Linked DNA regions of Mus musculus: region 1 is linked to region 2. A link is a contact called in public Hi-C data. All regions are on one chromosome and are shown on one strand. Each heading gives the region's core, a stretch centred on a gene start, on an enhancer-like site or on the middle of the called end of the contact. The rest is flanking DNA. Distances are from core to core; before and after follow the strand shown.

Region 1 (3,647 bases), core at 398-2,897, 450 kb before region 2:
ATTGATAGCTAAAACCTCATTGTACAATTTTTGAAAAAGCTTTAAAGCTTTTAGATTCAGAATCTAGTCTGCAGTATATTTAAAGAGCTTATAAAACTCTGGAGATTCTTTCCCCTAAACAACAGCCTGCTGTAGGCATTGAGCCAACATAGCAGAGAAGCCGCCCAGAAAACTTGCCTCTCCCAAACTATCCCTCGGTTAACACATAAGGAAAATAACCTAATTACTGGAAAGCATGAACAAGAAAATAAAAAGTATGGAAGGGTAGAGAAGCATTAAATGCAAATACACATTAATTGTCTTTGCTGTGGAGAAAGAAGCGAATCTACATCCTGAGGGTACCCATTCAATAAAGTCTTGATGTTTGCATAACATGTGCAAAGAGCCAAGGACCAGGAAAACGACTAATTTTAATTACCAGGAAAGCTGTAAGAACGGGATCAGAGAGCTCCAGTGGTATCTTGGCTTCCAGCTACTGGCTCTGTGCTCCTTGCCAATTACAGCCTCTCGCAGCCACTGGGGGCAAAAGCCATGCGGAGAGGATCCATCCAGATGAACGCAGGCTTGGGCTGGACGCACACACATGTGAATAGCGTGTGCCTCCTGGTTCAGGTGCAGCCCAAAGCTCACGCAGAGTTCCAAGTGTAGATAGGCTGGCAGAGAAGAGAGTATGTGATTCCAGACTTGTCACGTACAGGTGCAAGCCACATGGAGTTGGAGACAAAATGTATGTAACAAAATGTATTTCATAAATACTGGATTACCACCACACACATGAAACTGGAGCACTCAAAGACAGGGAAAGTGGAGAAACCTGAAGAACAATGACACTAAAGCTGTCACCGCAGATTTACTATCTAGGCAATTTTTTTTTTTTTTCAACTCTGGACATTGTGATTTCCAATGTGATTTTTCTGGACACTGACATTTTCCGAAAAACAAAAACAAAAACAAAAACAAAACAAAAAGCAACAACAACAACAAAAAATAACAAACTGCTATTTCTTTTGCTGTTTCAGAGCTGACTCTAAACCACTACCCCACTCATCACTCCCAAGGACAAGTAATAACACCCCCTATCCCAGCACTCTTAGATGAAACTCGCATGTATACATAAAAAAAGAGAATTGCCTCCCAGTTAGAACCTAACCACACTCTCCCAAGTGCCAGTTCTGCTCTGGAGCCCACATAAGTGAATCTGAGCCTCTGGCTGTCTGAGCTATCAACACAGCCTGGCAATCAGCAGGGACAGTGGCAGGCCAAGGGAGGAAAGGACCCAGACTCTGCCAGCACTGTTAGCTCTCAGTGGAGAGGTGGCCAGGTATGGGAACAGCCTTCATGACTTTGGAGAGAAAAAGATGGGGAGGGAATCGGTTAGCAAGTGATGCCAGGGGAGTACCTTCTAAGAAAAGAAAGAAATCCAAAGCCCTGCTTGAGGCATACAGTCTTTTACAGGCAGGGACATGCTAAATGAGCCTTTGCAGCGCAAAGCAGTGAGGCGCCTGGCGACGGTGACAGCGCGGAGCGGGAGGGGCGCGGGCCACTCTGGGAGAGACCCAGCCAGTCAGGGCGCGCGGCGCGGGGCGCGTGGACGCATTGGAGCATCCGCGCGCGAGCCCGGAGCAGCAGCGGGAGGAGGCGCCCACTTGCACCTGCCTGCATCTCTCAACTACTCCGCCCCACGCAACTGATGGCAGCCAAGTGCCATTAAAGCTGGCAGTCAGGAGGATGCCTCACCTGGGTCCCTTCTGCTGGGAGAGGCAGGGCAAACCAGAGGAAAATTCCCAGTGAAGGACTCAGAACTCTGCGATTTCTCTTCTGTCACAGGCTGTGGAGCACCTAAGGAACTGCTCCACCTGAGGTGTGTCCAGGGCACGAGGATGGAAGATGAGGATTGAGAATCACCAAAATGAACAGAGGCAGCTGGCGTCTCATTGGTAAGTGGCTGGCATTCCTTCGCTGGTGATTGCTGCCTGTGATGCTGCACTTTGGTTCCCAGCCACTTAGGGTTTTTGACACAATCACTTCTGCAAAGCCATCCTTCCTCGTCGTGTTGCCAGAGGTAAAAACTGTTCATTGGTGCATGTTTAAAGACAGGGAAAACAGTGGGTTTTTGTTTGTTTGTTTGTTTTGTTTGTTTGTTTGTTTTTCTCTGCTGGGATTTGATGTTGAAAAGTTGAAGCAAGTGTAAAACCTATTGTATGTTTCATAAAGCCACCGGAAACAGGAGGAAAAAACTAGAAGCAAGTATGCTTTTTGGATGGCAAATGTCAGGAGGGATAAGAATATTTTCTTACCAAAGTAATAAAATGCTTTGGAAGACAAAAATGAAATGGTGTTGTCAGGTCATGGCTGAGAATCTCATAGACCGAATAACTGAGAATACAGACAGAATACCTGGGCATGTAGTGGTGCAATAACTTGTTAAAATGCAGGAGAGATGCAAGCAGAGTTCTGCAAAGTTTGGGAAACTGAGAAAAGTGGAACCTCGAATTATGCTGAGTGATCTCCCCCACGTGTTGTGCATAGATGTTTGCTGAATATATGTTCCCAGTTTCTTATTTTTATAGGGATGTGGGGAGAGTGTTTTCTCAATTTCTATGACTATGATGTTCAGTAAGCTGAGGATTGCTATGACAACCTGAAAATTTTTAGGTTGCTTAAATTTATTTTATTCCAAAAAGAAAAAGAATTCATCAATATTTCAGAATAATTTTATGTAAAATTAGCATAAGTAAGACAAAAGCATGGTAATTGTAGGACAGGTTTGCAAGAGAGCTTTAATAGTACGATGTGTGTGAGGCTTTACCCATACACAGCTCACATGCTTTTATGAAAAGAAGTCATTTAGGTAATTCAGCTCTCTGCTCTGATTCTGAGTCTTAGCCATGAGAAAGAAATGAAAACAGTAGCAAACCTTAAAATAGCAGTGTCATTTAAAAAAGAAACAATGAATTAAGCTTACAAAGTGTTGTAAATGTAATTGGTTGCTACTGGGCTGCAGCACACCTTCTGGATTACCTCTAAATGTCACTGCAAGCTATAAGTTCTGCATCCTGATTAACACCAAGACTAAACTGAGACTAAGACAGGAAGAAATGCTTGCAAAGTGTCAGTGGCCAGTGGTGAACAACTCACCTGTCGTGCTTCCCATAATTTCTCATTTCATGCTGGAAGCATTTTAGTATTTCACAGTGCAAAGCCTGAGTCTTAAGCTTGGCAGGCATGCTTATATTGATGAGATGATAAACAGTCAATGACTATATACAAATAGATTTTACAAAGTGGCTAAAACAGTGGATGTATTATGTAAAAAGTCACCTCAATCTAATTAGTGGTAGAAGGAATACAGTTAAGACTCAAAAGTTAAAACAATAAATGTAATATAGAAGAATTTTTTTGGACTAGTTATCTTAGTTGGAACACCAGATGTAAAAGAGGTTAGATAAACAGACTGCTCAGTGTAAAGACTGGTGTTTCGAATTAAGGAAGGGTAAACACCTTAATGTTACCTAAAACTTCTGAAAACTATCAGAGTATAAATTGTATTAGACCACTCTCTGGTTTCATATGCAAGCAAATAGAAAATTAGAAAACTTCGAAGTTAGAAAATGAAAATGAGTGCTATGATGAACTGAGTGTTCCAC
Region 2 (3,540 bases), core at 465-2,964:
TAACCTTAATATAAGATTCAAATTGTATGGGAAAAGAACATCAGGTCTCAGAATACTAGTCCTTGTATTTCTCTTTCGAGAACTAAGCGGGCCAACTGTCTTCACTGTGGTTCTATTGCTGTGAAAAGACACTATGACCAAGGTAACTTTCATAAGAGAAAAGCATTTAATTGGGGCTTCCTTATACTTGTAGAAATTTGGTCTATTGTCTTGATGATGGGAAGCATAGGGGCAGGCAGACATGGTGCTCAATAAGTAGCTGAGGGTTCCATATCTGAATCCACAGGTAGCAAAGAGCGATAGACAATGGGCTTGGCTTGGGCTTTTGAAACCTCCAAGTTGACCCCCAGTGACACACTTCCTTCATCAAGGTCATGCCTTCTAATCCTTCTCGGGTTGCATTTAAATGTATGTACCTAAGTGTCCTTTCTATTTAAATAACCACATTACAATATAAAAATATCTATAGAAGAACACACAAACACACAGCCCACACAAACACACACACAAAACACAGAAACATACACACATGCCAAAGTCAGACAAATGGATAACAGAAAGACATACATGACACTTGTGGATTTCCTTTCTCATTGTTGAGGTAGCAGACATTTGTTCCTATGAAATAGCAGAGATGGCTCAGTACATGAGAACATTTGCTATGTGAGCACTGGGACCTGAGTTTGGATACCAGTATTCATGTTAAAAATAAATAAATAAAATCCAAACATGGCCATACACTCAGCAAGCACTGTGGAGTCCTGAGGCAGGAGGATAACTGGGACTTGCTGCCTTCTAGCTTAGTTCTGTGTTTAATGAGACATCATGTCTCAAAGGAATACTATGGAGAGTGAGATGAGATAGAGGAAGTCCTCATACACATACCTGTGCATCACACATGCACACACATATACACAGGGACAGACAGACAGAGAGGCAGACAGACAGAGACAGAGAGAGACAGACAGAGACAGAGAAAATATTTTCAAAAGAAAAAAAAAACCTTCTCAGAAAACAGTGTTCCAATGCCATCTTTAACTTTCTTCTGGGTTTTCTGCACATCACTTCTTAGTGGAAATTTTTTGACATAAAAACATGGAAGAACTAGATTTTTTCCATGTTATTTGAGATGCACATAAAAATTAGCCTGAGCTATTTTGTTGGATGGCAATCTTTTAGGGATTTATTTTAATCCCAAGTGAAATAATTAGTAGTTCATACAATGAGAAATGAGTTGACACTAATTGTGATTGACATTACTATTATTTATATGCTTATTTTAAATTATCTGGCATGCAAAAGGAGGGGAAAGGATATGTAAGTCTATCTGTATTATTCTTACATGCCACACATGTTCCTGAAATTTAGACAAACACTATCTAAACTTATTCCTTGCATTAGTCTGTTTCTCGGTTTTATCTTCATTTGCAGATTAATGAAATGCAGAGAGGTTAAAGTCAGTGTCAAGTGTGCGAGGTGCCTCACACTCTTCCTTATACACAGAGTCAGCCACTGATCTCTGTCAGAGCTTCCCAGGGAACGCCTTAATGTCAGCCTGCCTTTGGCTTGGCCCGCTTGCTGCCTTTGACCTTTCTGTGTTTGGCTTAGACATGGAAATTGTTTTCCCTGGAAAAGGCAGATCTCCCTCACAGGCTTTCTATTCCTGTGGCTCGAAGGGATCACTTGACTCTCTGCTTCCCTCTCCATATCTCCATCTTCTTAGTCTGCATAACTTGGCAGCCTCTTCCAGCCTCTGTGCAATTTGGTCCCATTCATCATGTGAGCCTTATTTTTAAATGCTCTCATTCTATTTTTTCCTGAGACTTCTCATCAATTCCAAGATAATTAAAGCTTAGGACTTATTTTCTGCTCCTCTCTATCCAAGTATTTTTTCACCTGCCTTCCTCTGCCTCAAGCTTGCTCTGCCTTTAACTGCCAGTTTGTCATCATGGTAAGGTGAGCTAGGCATATACCACTGTTTTATGGAGATCTTACTAATGGGCACTTTCTGAGATCTGATGACTTCTATACATGAACTAAAAGAGTTTAATCCATGCAATCTGCCACAGACCACCTTAGTCTAGGATATGAATTAACATGCATGCTTTAAAATCTTATATTTTTAATTGTGATTTTTTGTAATGACTGGAGACATGTCATTTAATATTCACATCCAGTAAAGGAATGTTGCTCTACAATAAGCTCCATCAGCACCTCTGCATGGAAAGAGTTAAGAATAAATTCAGGGTGTCCCAAGGAAATTTAGTCAAGGACATTTTAGAGTTTGACAATTATAATATGATTCATCAAAAATGCTTCCTTTCAAGTATATGTACATCTTTCAACAGTTCCAAATATCCAAAGGTGAGTCAGGTTTGTGTAGTTGAATTGATTACTGAACCTTGCACCCATGAGGGTCTCCATGAAGTCAGGGCTCACACTAACTCAGCATAGAAGTCAGCAGGACCCAGTAATCTTTCCACTTTCATCCTCAGCGCTGCAGCTATAGAAAAGTGCAGGATACCTGGCTTTAAAGTAACCTAGGCAACACTAATTCTCGTGTTCATGATTCTGAAACAAGTACACTTAATTGCTGAGCCATGGCTCTCTCTTTAATACTTATATGTTAATGTAAATTAAAATTTCATTTATTGAAATTCTGTTTTATATGGATATTGTGATGGTTGTTCCTTCCTATCGTCAACTGCATCTGGAATTAACTAAAAACTCAAACCTCTGGGTAAACCTCTATAGGACTTTTTTAGTTAATAGGATAGTTTGAGGTAAGAACACCCATCTTTAATCCAAATCATTTGAAGTGGAAAGATCTGCCCTTTCATCTAGGACATACCTTCTCATGTCTGACAAGAGAAAAAGCAGGTTTGCTCTTTGCCTGCTGGCCTTGCTCTTGTTTCACTGGCATTAAAGCCTACTTCTTGAGGATTCTGAGATCTGCTAAATACCAGTTAAGACATCTAGCCCTCTGGACTACTGTAGTATTGGACTTTTTGTTGAGATATAACTGTTGTTAGACTAGCTGGACCACAGCTATAAGCAATCCTAATACATTTCCTCTGAACATGTACATTCTATCAGTTCTGTTTCTCTAGAGAACCATGAATAATGCAGATATCATCTAGAGTAAATCAATATCTGATCAGTTAAATCCCAGAAAGAGAAAGAAAGGGGGGGGGCAGAGACAGAGAGACAGAGAGATAAACAGACAAAGAACAGAAAGACAAAGACAGGGTAGGCATGTCAAGACATTAGTTTATCACTCGATGGATATGCAGATGAGTCTGGCAACACAGATAAAAATGCAGCATTTTGTCCCATCAATAGAGTCGATATGCCCTGATTCATGAGCTAACTGGATGGATGCAAATTCTTCTGCCAGGGACCATGCATTTAATATGCTTTTGTCCCCAAAGAACCTGCAGAAGGCCAGAATGTAAGTGGGTAGTCAATAAATAATTTACTCTTTTTCCCTTCCTACATCTACACCCCTGAGCTGCTTTCAATGACTTCTCTGCCATTTGT

Evidence for each region. A called contact is a pair of places that touch in the nucleus more often than the background predicts.
Region 1: a contact with region 2 is called in a Hi-C map of cortical neurons, with 2.4 times the contacts expected there. The contact joins the promoter of Cntn5 here to the enhancer-like site in region 2. A contact is called at or near these places in 2 of 39 promoter capture datasets (both in hippocampal neurons) and 3 of 484 Hi-C or Micro-C datasets (cerebral cortex and cortical neurons).

The regions. Positions count from the first base shown.
Region 1 is chr9:10,902,775-10,906,421 of GRCm38.p6, reverse strand. Cntn5 (contactin 5) reads left to right here and starts at 1,647. Exons shown (of 25, transcript NM_001170787.1): 1 at 1,647-1,937. Gm32710 (a long non-coding RNA gene) reads right to left here and starts at 1,977. Exons shown (of 3, transcript XR_001779092.2): 1 at 1,738-1,977; 2 at 419-653.
Region 2 is chr9:10,456,300-10,459,839 of GRCm38.p6, reverse strand. The region is part of intron 2 of Cntn5 (contactin 5); the gene reads left to right. Among named protein-coding and RNA genes, the nearest start is that of Gm39289, 380 kb to the right of the region's middle. Within about 2 kb of position 1,714, at least 8 of the 459 cell types and tissues checked have an H3K27ac peak or open chromatin away from gene starts, as enhancers often do. A contact at or near this core is called in cortical neurons, where this site is marked.